4 separate regions of the Mus musculus genome follow, and all the other regions are linked to region 4. The links are chromatin contacts, called in public HiCAR-type and promoter capture Hi-C maps. All regions are on one chromosome and are shown on one strand. The core of a region is the stretch at or near the end of the contact, and the rest is flanking DNA. Distances in the headings are between cores, read along the strand shown.

Region 1 (2,700 bases), core at 43-2,542, 1.1 Mb after region 4:
AAGTGGAGCTCAACTCTTTCCAGATGGGTAAAGATAAATATGCTAAGGTTTATCCACAGAACGGAAAGCTTCCTAAAGAAGAATTCTAAAATAATTAAAATTGTGAGGAACAAACACCCTGTCCCACTCCTAACAATTAGCAAAGGAGACTCCAAGTAGTAAGAGCAACCTTGCAAGGTCAGGTGCCATCCACGGTGATCAGTCACATGAATGTGGTGAGCTCAGGAGGGGACAACCTTTCACGTCATCTGCCACTTATATGTATGTGGGTGTATTTTGGCTCTTTATGACCTGTTTAGTTTAAATCTGTTTAAGAGTGTTAAAACACTGCACAGGACATGGGACAAGTTGGGCTGCTGAGATTTTTTTTTTACTATGATTAAATATTAGCTTATTAGGTGAGGGCAGCTAGAGTCCTTAGCAAGGAACAATGTTTTATGCTCAATGTATTTGGACCTAGGCTGACTTAAGCCATTCTTATTTTGAAAATTGACACTCATTTTTTATTTTTTATTTTTTTACAAAATGATAGTTATATTGAGGTCTATAAACATGTATGCTATTTTAAAGTATCCGTTGAAGGAGCTGGAGACATGGCTTAGTACTTAGAAGGTCCTCACATAGAGGACCAGAGTTTGGCTGCCAGCATCTGTATCCAGTATCTCACAACCACCTGTAACTCCAGCTCCAGAGAATATGATGCCCTCTTCTGGCATCCATGGGCATCTCCCTACATCTACAACCCACACATGACAACTTCACATATATGCACCATTGAATTGATTTTTTAAAAAATTAAAGAGGAGGAAGAGAGGAGGAGAGAACTGGAAATGACCAAAGATTTTTGTCATCCTTCCAAAATAATGAGTTCTCCTTTCATAGCTTCATTGATGTTGGACATACACAAACACACAGAAACACACACACACACACACACACACACACACACACACACAAGCTTGCCTACTTTCTGGGCCAGAAGCAAAGGACTTCCTTGTCAGCCTAGGCAGCTCATAGCCCATATTCTCATTAGTTCTCCTGCCTTCAAAATCCCATAAGGGTGTTGCAGAGCGTACCAGGTAAATGCTATATCCGCAGTGGGTTTATGTCACAGCTGAGGGGCCTCTTAATCACGCACGCATGTGCATGGGTGCACTCGTGTATAGTGTGTGTGTGTGTGTGTGTGTGTGTGTGTGTGTGTGTATGCGCGCCCGTGTGTGTCAACGTTCAGCATAAAGCCCAGCACCCTTTTGGAAGGCCAGGCCTTACTGGATAAGCTCCAGTGCTGTAACTTGCATGACTCAGCAAATCTAAATTTTGATCCGTTATGCGACATCTCATCCTTTGTGGGTCATGCTGTAAGCCTGGGGTTTTACAGCTTGACAAAAAGACATTCTTAAGGACACAGGTAAATGTTCCTAGGGCTCAGGGTGCAAACAAGGGTTTGGGGGTGCTTCCAATAAAACTGAGATAAACATACAGGGTTGACTGCAATACAACAGCTGCAGTGGCTGAGTCTGTCTCCTTCCAAAAACAAGTGTGTTGAGCAATAGCCCCACCTACAGACGGCTTCTGGAACTGCAGCAGTAAGAACATGGCTTCTGGTAGCTTTCTACTCCTTTTCCTCTCCTCTACTTTTCTGGTTTGTTTTCTTTTGGTTTTCCAGACAGGGTTTCTCTGTGTAGCCCTGACTCCTAGAACTCGCTCTGTAAACCAGGCTGGCCTCGAACTCACAGAAATCCTCCTGCCTCTGCCTCCTGTGTGCTGGGACTAAAGGTGTGCTCCACCACCTCTAGAAAGACAAGTATTATCTTGTTCACCACCACCCTGGAGGCTGGCTCACCAAACAGTGACCTCACGTGGCACTGGCCTCCCCATCCAAAGTCTCATCAGGACAAATGCAAAGCTTTTCTCCCACTTAAACCCTTTAAAGTTCTTAAAGCGCTCTGAATGTTTTGCCGGCAATACAGTTTTTGCTAAGTGACAAGAGTACATTTTTATAATCTATCCCAAGATCAATCACCTCTTTTCTACTTATAATTAATATTTGCAAGCTTCACTAAGCAGGCTCTGAGATCACATTTCCATTAATAATCTAAATTATAAAGAATTCAAATCCCATAGTCTACGGTTCCAGGAAATTCAGTTTTTTACCAGAACCTGCCCCAAAGGGATTCTAGGAGACAGTTTTTTCCTGCCATGTAAGTCCTTCCTGGAACCAGCCATCTGCCACCAGGTCCCTTATATCTGCAACCCCTGAGGCTCTGCTCAGACGGCCATCTCTCTGCTTCCTCTAACAAGTGTATTCCCAGGAGCCGGCCCTTTGCTTTATTAGAGTATCCCTAGAGACCCGAGTTGACATGGTGAGAAGCTAAGGGAAGTACCTCCAGAGTCATGTGACCGCCCCTGCTTGGGTCCCCTCCCAATACAGCAATGACACCGAGTTGTGTGCAGGGATGTGTAACTGTCATCAGAGACCTGAGTCTAGCTTCCTAGTAGCTGTATGGCTTCAGGAAGCCCAGCTTTCTGAATCTCCCTCCTCATCTGTACAATGGAGAGTGAGCTGGCAGCTTCTAGGCCACAAAAGAACTTACACACCAATATTCAAAAAGCGGCATCAGACCAGATGCTCACTAACCAAGTAAACGATAGTATGAACACAGTGCAAGTTTATAGGACCGAATATCGTCTGCACAGAAA
Region 2 (2,700 bases), core at 115-2,614, 1.4 Mb before region 4:
AAAACTTGTGTGCAGCCTGAGGGACGGTTCAGTAGGTTAGAACTATTGCTCTTGCAAAGGACCCAAGTTCAGTTCTTAGCACAGCCTATAACTCCATTTCCAGAGAATTTGGTAGCCTCTTCTGGCCTCCACAAACTTCCTGTACTCACATGATGCACAGAAACTCAGGCAGGCAAACACACATCTACATAATAAAATAAGGAAATCTTTGTCTTGAAGTTTGTAGGAAGTTACAAAATCCAAAACACCAGTTGCATCCTCATTTTTGTTTTTGTTTTTTTAAACCGTTAAAAATATAGGCTGAGTGACAGAACTGTTTCTAACTGCTCATACTTCCTATTTCCTCAGACAACAAACTAGTTTGTGAGGATTTGGAGCCTGCTCCCATCCCAGAGTCTATCTCATGCTATTTACTACTTGAAGCCAAACTTAAAAATACGAATTGTTGTTTCTCTTTGTGGCACATTCCTCCATTCATCTTTCAAAAATTCTGTTGTCACCGTCTCTAGAGGGCAAAGCATAGTTCCATGAGAAGTGATATGCCCTGGAGCCAGACAGACCTGCTTTTAAATCTCTATTTGACCACCTACTACATGCATGGCCTCCAACAGTCACTTGAAAAAAATAAGTGCACAACTACCCGCCTGAATTTGTTGAGATAAAAGGCCCGAGCATAGCAGACCTTAAGTCTCCTTCCCTACCGAAGCTCCAACTCGTCCACACCTATTTAACTTGGAATTTAACTTGTGTTTGTGGCTTCCTGCTCCTGTAGCTTGAGGGCTGGGCACAAAGCCTGAAATTTGATGAGCACTCGGCAGTGACTTAATAAACATATACACCAATAAAGTCCCACGACGCTACCTATTCCACACGTGTGCACAGTGACACAACACCCTTTCAGTCTACTGACGAAGCCACTATTCCAAAACGGGTTAAGGATGAAGTTTTAACTGAAAATCTTTACTTTTAAATGGCTATCTTTAAGGTTGCCACTTAGCCAAGATGCTGGGCAGAATCCTAAAATGATAGATCTGAGTGGGGTCCCCACGCCTGCCTGCCTCCTGCCTCCTAAACTTAGGATTGCTATCTTCAGTCCCCACAAGGGACTGGCTGCACGCCATACCTTTTCCTTGGGCTTTATGTATTTGTGCAGCACCTCGCACAGCTCCAGATAGGTCCCATACCACTCGAAAGCTGTCTTCCCTCGCTGCTGGAAGAACTTCTCCCAGTAGTCGGCAGAGCCAAACTCCTTGGAGCTTTTAGGTAGGAGATTCATGTTCCCACCGTGAGCGGCGTCTTCGACACTGCTCCTGGTGACAGATCACCCCGGGAAGCACCGGGAGGCAGCAGCGGCGGGAATCTTAGCCACTACAGGCACCATAGATTTGTTCTGCACGCAAAACCCAACCGAACCGGGCCCTGTGCAGCAGACGCGCGGACGAACCACTGAGCTGGCCACGCGCCGCTGCCGCCCCCCTTGTTTTTCTTCACCCTCGGTCCGCGCCCCACGTGCAGCAGCCACACACTCCCGCAGCTACACTCAGAACCTAGAAACCATATCCGGGTAAGAGGTCTCGTGATTGGGCAGGCGGAGCGGGCGGGACTTCCTGCGGGACTCCGGGCAGAAGAGGCTTGCTTCGTGGAACCGGGCGGGGCTGCGCGCGCAGCCTCTGTGAGCTGCGCTCTATCCCCAGCTGAGAGCGCGAGGGGCAACGGGAGCTGACCTGCGCAGGAGCAGGAGTCTCAGCTAGAAACCCCTTCCTCAGGAAAATGTGAGCTCATCTCCTCTTCCCGGAATCACTTTGCCACCGTTCTTGGTCAATTCAGAGGAAAATGACTGCTTTTTCTACTCCAAAATACAGAGCCCTGCTATTAATACAGTAACAACGGTGAATATCAGGAGACTTAACCGAAGTGCCTCCCTTCCCTGCCTCTCAAAACACAGTAACCATTCATTATGAAGATGCTCATTTTATCATTGGAGTCCTTAAATTGTCATTCTGATGACAGTTGTAAAGACATAGTTTATGTGTCTGATGAACAATACCATCCTTTTAAATGATCGTTTTATGAAAATATCCCAAGGAAGTTCCTAGTGAAGAGCTGTTTTGAAGAGACGATGAAAGAAACAGCTCTCGCGTTAAAGGAATAAGAGATGGAGCCCAGATATGACTGGCCATAGCCCAGGAACACAGATTTAGCTTCCTCAAATACCATGTTCCCATGAGGTAGCAATTGCATGAACTTTTATAGTAACAACACAGAAAGTAGTAAAACGGGACACTTACAAATACATTGGTGAGTATATTGTAAGATGATTGCAACCACAAGAAAACCTAGAGGTCTCTTCATACTTTCCAAAGGTCTTACCTAAGGGTCACAAAAGATGTTGCCAAGTACTAAATAACTACTAAAGGACCGGAAGATGTTCTAGGAAAATTTGGCTCTGGAACTGCATGCAACCTTTCAACGGCTTCACATCATTGACGTTGAAATCAATGAGCCTTTGAGGACACAGCTCCTTTCCAGAGATTCTTTTTCACAGCCTATACACACAGTGCTAGCACAGACACGGAACAGTTAGAGTAGACATAAGTTTTAAAGTCATCTTCAAACATTACAGAATCGTCTATTGGACTTGTTTTTATTTTTAAAAAGTTTCATATGATATAATCTGGTAGTGGTTTCTTCTTTCCCGAC
Region 3 (2,700 bases), core at 45-2,544, 1.2 Mb after region 4:
CTTTCTTTCCATCAACTGCCTACCAAACTTAAGCACTGAATCTCAGCTTCTGTCATCTCTTTCCTGCTTACTGGCCTCCTCTCCAGCATTCCAGCCCTCCATCTTCTACAACACCTCCAAGAAACCTTCCAGACACAACCACGATGCATGTAGATATTGAGTAAAACTACACCTGATGACTACTATATAAAATTCAAACTTCTTAGCAAGACAGAGAACTCTCCAATGACGAGGGAGGCAACACTCTGCCAGGGCGCCCCCCCCCCAAACTTTGTCAGGATACAGTTATAGGCATCCCCAAACACCTCAGATCTCAGTCTGAGTGCTGGCTTTACCCGGCCATCCAGTCTCCAGACTTGATCAAGATTCTGCCCAGGTGCACTGACCCTCGCGCGAACACACTAACGCGCACACACACCTGTATACATCTTCATCCTAACCAACCACACAATAATATAACGGTCTCTCGTGAAACTATGAATTCCTTGGGCCTTTCTCTTTCATCTGTCCTATCTCAAGTGCTTATCACAGCACCTGATTTGCTAAAAGAAGGAAAGAAAAAAAAAAAAAAACCTGAAATCTTCATCCTAAACAGTCACACAGTAACGTCACACGGTCTCACGTCCTCTGAAGTCTGTGGTACTCAATGGTTCATGTTCAGAACCTCAAGAGCACACCACAGAACCAAAGAAGCTCAAAACTAAACATAAATACCATTTCCGTCATTGCCCGCAAGGGAACAGGTCATCGCGCCCAGAAAGGTTGCGCAGGCTTAGGTAGGAAAAAAAGGAGCGGCGAGGTTTAGGTGAAGTCCACCAAAACAGCCGCGCTCAGTTCAACCCTGAGAAGCTACAGTTCCAGCAAGCAGAGGTCGCCGCGAGCAGGGAACAGGACCATTTACTGAAGTTGTCAATCAACGGTCGGTCAGAGGGACCGAGCCTGCGGCCCCAAGTACCGCGTGAGGCTGCACCGAGACCGTCAGACCCCCAGCCCGGACACCAACCGGACCTGGCCCGGCTCGGCTCGGCTCGGCTCGGCTCGGCCCGGCCCCGCCCCACAGCCTCACTTTTCCACATCCGCAGACTTCATGATGTGGGTCTTGGACGCCGTCAGCTTCCAAGGCCCGAAGGAGAAGTCCTGGTGGCTGCTCTGAAAGCCGTGGATCATCATGGCAGAAGCGGAGCCGCAGGGTTACTCGGAGCAAGCGCCTGCGGCAGCGGTCGCACGATGGCCCTCTCTGCAGCGCGGCTCCTGGGCGCGTCCGTTACCATCTCGGCCCCGCCCCCTGCCGCCGCGCCGTAGGCCCGCCCTTCCGCCGTCTCTTCCGCCCCTCCTGGTTTTACTTCCGGGACCACTAGCTCAGGGTGACACACGTCTTACGTGGAGACGCTGAGGGGCGGGACTTGAGCGCGGGGGTGTCGCTCTGGCGCGCCGCCCTGAAGTCTCCGGGTGACGTCACCCCAGAGTGAATGTGGGAATTTGTCTTTCTGGATCCAGAGCCCCGTGCTTCACTGCCTTACCTCCTCCTTACAGACCGCTCCAAGCAGTGTCATCACCTCTTGTGCTTATGAGTCGTGGTGAAGAGGACATGCCCAATGTCCCTATCGCTCAGGAAGCCCAGCACCAACAGCGACTTTGGAGCCAATGACAAATAGTAGCTCCTCCACCTTGAATCCCAGTGGAAGAGCCCCACTTTCTTACCGTGCAAACCGCCGACGCCCTGTGTTTGATTCTTTGTACCACGAAAGAAACGTCAAATTATCCTTATGATATTTTAAGACTTTTCTACCCGCACACAGGTGTAGTGGAAACGACGCTGAAAGCCCGGTGCTCCGTCCATGCTTGCAGTGCAACTGTGTGTATCTTTGGGTAAAACACAACTGATTCTTTTCGGCCCCAGCTGCCTCAAAATGAGATGGTTTAATGTTTGAGCATCTCAAAACTGTTCACCATCTCAATTCCAACACCCCCTCTCTTATTCACTCAGTGTTTGTTTCATCGACGCTGGAACCGCTAAGCAGCGTTGTTGCATGATTTCTGCTTCAATTCCTACCTTGTCTACCAGAAGGTGTTAAGCCAAGTAAACCTTTTCCTCCTCAGGTATTTTCTGTTTGTGTGTCTGTCCCAGGAACCCATCATCAATTTCCCCTGCCCAAGGTGTCTGGATTAATTCATTCCGTTGGCATCCTATCCTTGGTTCCTACATAGTTACTCTATTTCCATTGCCTACGGAAAGTAGGGCGTCTCAGCTTCCGCAGAGGATAAAGATGTTCATCCCGAATAGTGGAGGATTGTCTACCATCACTGACCTCCAGAGGTTGGCCCCTGACGCACTTCCCAAGGAGGCTGGGGTCCTTTCACTGACGTTACATTGTAAACCTCACATCATCTAGATCTGCTAGAAGACCTAATAAGGAGGTAAATGAGCAAATTACATGCAACGAAATCCATCCTCTTTTCTTTCTGAAAGAGTTCCATACAGCCAGCCTAGGCTAGCCTTCAATTCACTATTGTAGCTAAGGAGGACCTTGAATTCCTGATTGTTCTGCTTCTTCCCAAGTGCCGTGTGTGTGTGTGTGTGTGTGTGTGTGTGTGTGTGTTTTTCACCAAGCCTCCAACATTCTTACTATATGAAGTCTTCCTTTGAATTTTTCTGCATTAGGCCAAGAAAAAAATGTATAGAATCTCTGTGATTTTTGA
Region 4 (2,700 bases), core at 42-2,541:
GGAAATGAGATTTGCGTTTTCAGTAGGTAGCAAGGTAAGGTAGAAATGGTACTCTAAATGTAGTGTGGTACCTGTAATACTGAGGGGAGGGTAAATAACAGATATCTTCATTCCCTCTAAGCCTAGCAGTCTGAGACACACATTACATAAATAAACATCTTTTGAGTAGGAAAACAGTTGTTTCCAGGAGGAAATTCCATAAAAACAACCCTTCTCGTTGACACACAAAAATTCCAGCACTGCAAACTCAGGATTACTGCAAACCCAAGACCAGTCTGTTTTGTATAGCTAGTATCAGGCCAGTCAGGACTACCATCTAAAAAGCAAAATAATTCCATATCCACACACGGAGTACTTTAAAAACGGTCATCAGCACCACGTTGGATTTTGCTAATGTCTAAGGAATGACTTCAGTGTGAGAGAACTTAAGTTATACTATGAAACATCATTCGTGCAAGGTTTGAACTTTCACTAAATGTAATGGTATTTTCAGTTTTTGGAGGGGTGTGTGTGTGTCTGTTTCTGTGTGTGTAATTTTAAATAGAAGGTATGATCAAAATCATAAAATTAAAATCACCTTTTACATGAAGGGAGTCGACTTCCAATTACAAACACAAAAGCATTACATAATTATTCTTTGCACCTAACTCCACACAATTACAACTCGATTAAAGCCAATACCTGAAGCACCGCCTTGTAACTTAAAAGGGAAACGGGTTCGAAAGGGGAAAAGCATTTTTGTTTACAGACCATCCTTTGAAGATGTGGTACCACGGAAGAACTACAACTACATCCTTCAGCTCTCACGCTTCATCCAGATACTGAGCACCAGCGCGGGCATCTCCCACACTTAGGCAAGTGCGACCGACCGGGCAAACTTAGGAACAGAGAACTAAACTTAAGGCATGAGAGCACTCATCATTTTCAAACGCTCCAGTCGCAATCGTCCGACAATGCTAGGCGCGCCTAGCCCCTCAACCCACGGTTGTCCTCGTTCCCTTAACCATCACCTCGCAAAACAAAACAGAGTTCGAATCCCAGGCTGCCCGCGTCAGGGCGGAGCAGGCTCGCGACACACCCCCCGCTCAGCGCCCTCCAAGGATATGAGGAGCCGGGGCAGCACCGAAGGCAGCTCCCGACGGCACATCTCCTCCGACCAGCTGCTGAGTTCCTCCAGCACGACCCCGCTCGCCACCTCCGCATCGTCCTGCGACATTCTTTCGCCACCCCCGAGAGACGAACGAATCCGCACGACTCCCGCCACAGCTTGGAACGCCGTCCCAGCAGGCTTTGAGAGAGCTCCGCCCCCACCAAACCATAGAGAGGAGCACTCTCGCCCCCAAGCGTCGGGGCCCTCTCTAGCTATTGGAGGACTCATCTCGTTGGTGTTCGCCGTAGGCTGAAGGCGAGTTTCTCCGGTAGTTTGTTCGCCCTGGCGTCTGACTTTCCAATGCTGAGACCAGAAGTCCTCAGGTTTGCTATCCTCAGTCCGGGGGGACTTTGAGACGACGCGTAGTTTCAAGGGTGACCTGGGCTGAGGCCAGGAATGACTCTACTCCCCTGTGAGGTGCGTTCGAGAATAGGAATGATTTTACTGGCGTGCGTGCTTCCGTTCCTACGGCTCCTGCCAAGTGAACGGAGATCCCACCGTCCAGAAATGTGCAAATTAAAACGGGTGTTATGGTCTGGCATATTGCCGGAAATGTTTCTATACAATCGATTATACTTTCCACAGTCCTAGTCTTTATTCATCCCTCCAGTCACATAAGGTGTAGAACTACGTACACATAAATGTACCGTTTGGATGAGTTTGCACACACCAGATCACACACACCTGTGTGTGTTTGAAAATGGATACCCTACTTACCCAAATAAAACCTTAAACTGTTTTTGCGAGGCAGAGATGAAGGAACAAACCTGGATGCCACTGTGAACAAAGAGAAAATAATTACTGTAGATGCGTCAGAAATTTAGGAAGATGAAGGTGAAGATGCCTGAGCACAAGGCAACTAAAAGACCAGGCAGGAAGCTGGGCATGGTGGCGCACGCCTTTAATCCCAGCACTCGGGAGACAGAGGCAGGTGGATTTCTGAGTTCGAGGCCAGCCTGGTCTACAAAGTGAGTTCCAGAACAGCCAGGGCTATAGAGAAACCCTGTCTCGAAAAACCAAAAAAAAAAAAAAAAAAAAAAAGACCAGGCAGCAGGTAGCTAGGCTGTCCTGTCTACAAATCTTGGGGTTTATTGTTCTGGTGAAGGTGGTAGCTGCTATAGCTATTCTTTTGTTTGTCTTTATGTTTTATCTTCTACTTTTGAATACTTAAGGCATCTGTGCATTTTGCTAAATCGCATACACACAGCCTTTTTTTGTTTTTGTTTTTAAACATTTTCTTTTCCCCCTTCCCTTTCCAGGGCTGAACTGAAAAAGGATCAAAGGCGTCTAAAACGTCTTTGGAGCCCCCTCTGAATACATCTGATGGTGTATACGCAGCTAACAGACATTGGGCGCAACAGAACTAATCGACTGTGTGATCGGTTATGCCATTAAATTCTTTCTAGAAGCTGAAGCATCATCCTTTGGTAAAAAAACGGTGTGCATAGAAAAAGAGGATGGCCTTTCAATTCAATTTCAGCATAGAAGAAGATCTGGAAAATAAATTAACATCCCTCGATGATGGAACTTGTGTCTTAGAAAGTCAGAAA

What was found. Promoter capture Hi-C pulls out the DNA fragments that hold promoters and counts their contacts. HiCAR-type assays count read pairs that join an accessible place to other places. Capture Hi-C pulls out chosen DNA fragments and counts their contacts.
Region 1: a contact with region 4 is called in a promoter capture Hi-C map of pre-B cells, with 8 times the contacts expected there. The contact joins the enhancer-like site here to the promoter of BC055324 in region 4. A contact is called at or near these places in 3 of 39 promoter capture datasets (3T3-L1-derived adipocytes, hippocampal neurons and pre-B cells), 2 of 484 Hi-C or Micro-C datasets (pre-B cells and pro-B cells), 3 of 115 datasets of contacts at active chromatin or transcription factors (embryonic forebrain, large pre-B cells and pro-B cells) and 2 of 9 other capture datasets (embryonic stem cells and liver).
Region 2: a contact with region 4 is called in a HiCAR-type map of astrocytes, with 4 times the contacts expected there. The contact joins the promoter of Eef1aknmt here to the promoter of BC055324 in region 4. A contact is called at or near these places in 2 of 39 promoter capture datasets (hippocampal neurons and pre-B cells), 1 of 484 Hi-C or Micro-C datasets (B cells), 3 of 115 datasets of contacts at active chromatin or transcription factors (the 230-238 cell line, astrocytes and pancreatic cancer cells) and 2 of 9 other capture datasets (adipose tissue and liver).
Region 3: a contact with region 4 is called in a promoter capture Hi-C map of adipose tissue. The contact joins the promoter of Tiprl here to the promoter of BC055324 in region 4. A contact is called at or near these places in 2 of 39 promoter capture datasets (the C10 cell line and pre-B cells), 2 of 115 datasets of contacts at active chromatin or transcription factors (astrocytes and large pre-B cells) and 2 of 9 other capture datasets (adipose tissue and liver).

The regions. Positions count from the first base shown.
Region 1 is chr1:165,131,124-165,133,823 of GRCm38.p6, forward strand. No RefSeq gene overlaps it. Among named protein-coding and RNA genes, the nearest start is that of Tbx19, 28 kb to the right of the region's middle. Within about 2 kb of position 1,293, at least 62 of the 459 cell types and tissues checked have an H3K27ac peak or open chromatin away from gene starts, as enhancers often do. A contact at or near this core is called in embryonic stem cells, pre-B cells and pro-B cells, where this site is marked.
Region 2 is chr1:162,546,981-162,549,680 of GRCm38.p6, forward strand. Eef1aknmt (EEF1A lysine and N-terminal methyltransferase) reads right to left here and starts at 1,365. Exons shown (of 8, transcript NM_144877.1): 1 at 1,124-1,365. The coding sequence starts at 1,276.
Region 3 is chr1:165,235,664-165,238,363 of GRCm38.p6, forward strand. Tiprl (TIP41, TOR signalling pathway regulator-like (S. cerevisiae)) reads right to left here and starts at 1,295. Exons shown (of 7, transcript NM_145513.4): 1 at 1,067-1,295. The coding sequence starts at 1,170.
Region 4 is chr1:163,993,505-163,996,204 of GRCm38.p6, forward strand. BC055324 (cDNA sequence BC055324) reads right to left here and starts at 1,292. Exons shown (of 24, transcript NM_201364.2): 1 at 1,106-1,292. The coding sequence starts at 1,216. It overlaps Mettl18 (methyltransferase like 18), which reads left to right and starts at 1,385. Exons shown (of 2, transcript NM_027279.3): 1 at 1,385-1,567; 2 at 2,410-2,700. The coding sequence starts at 2,608.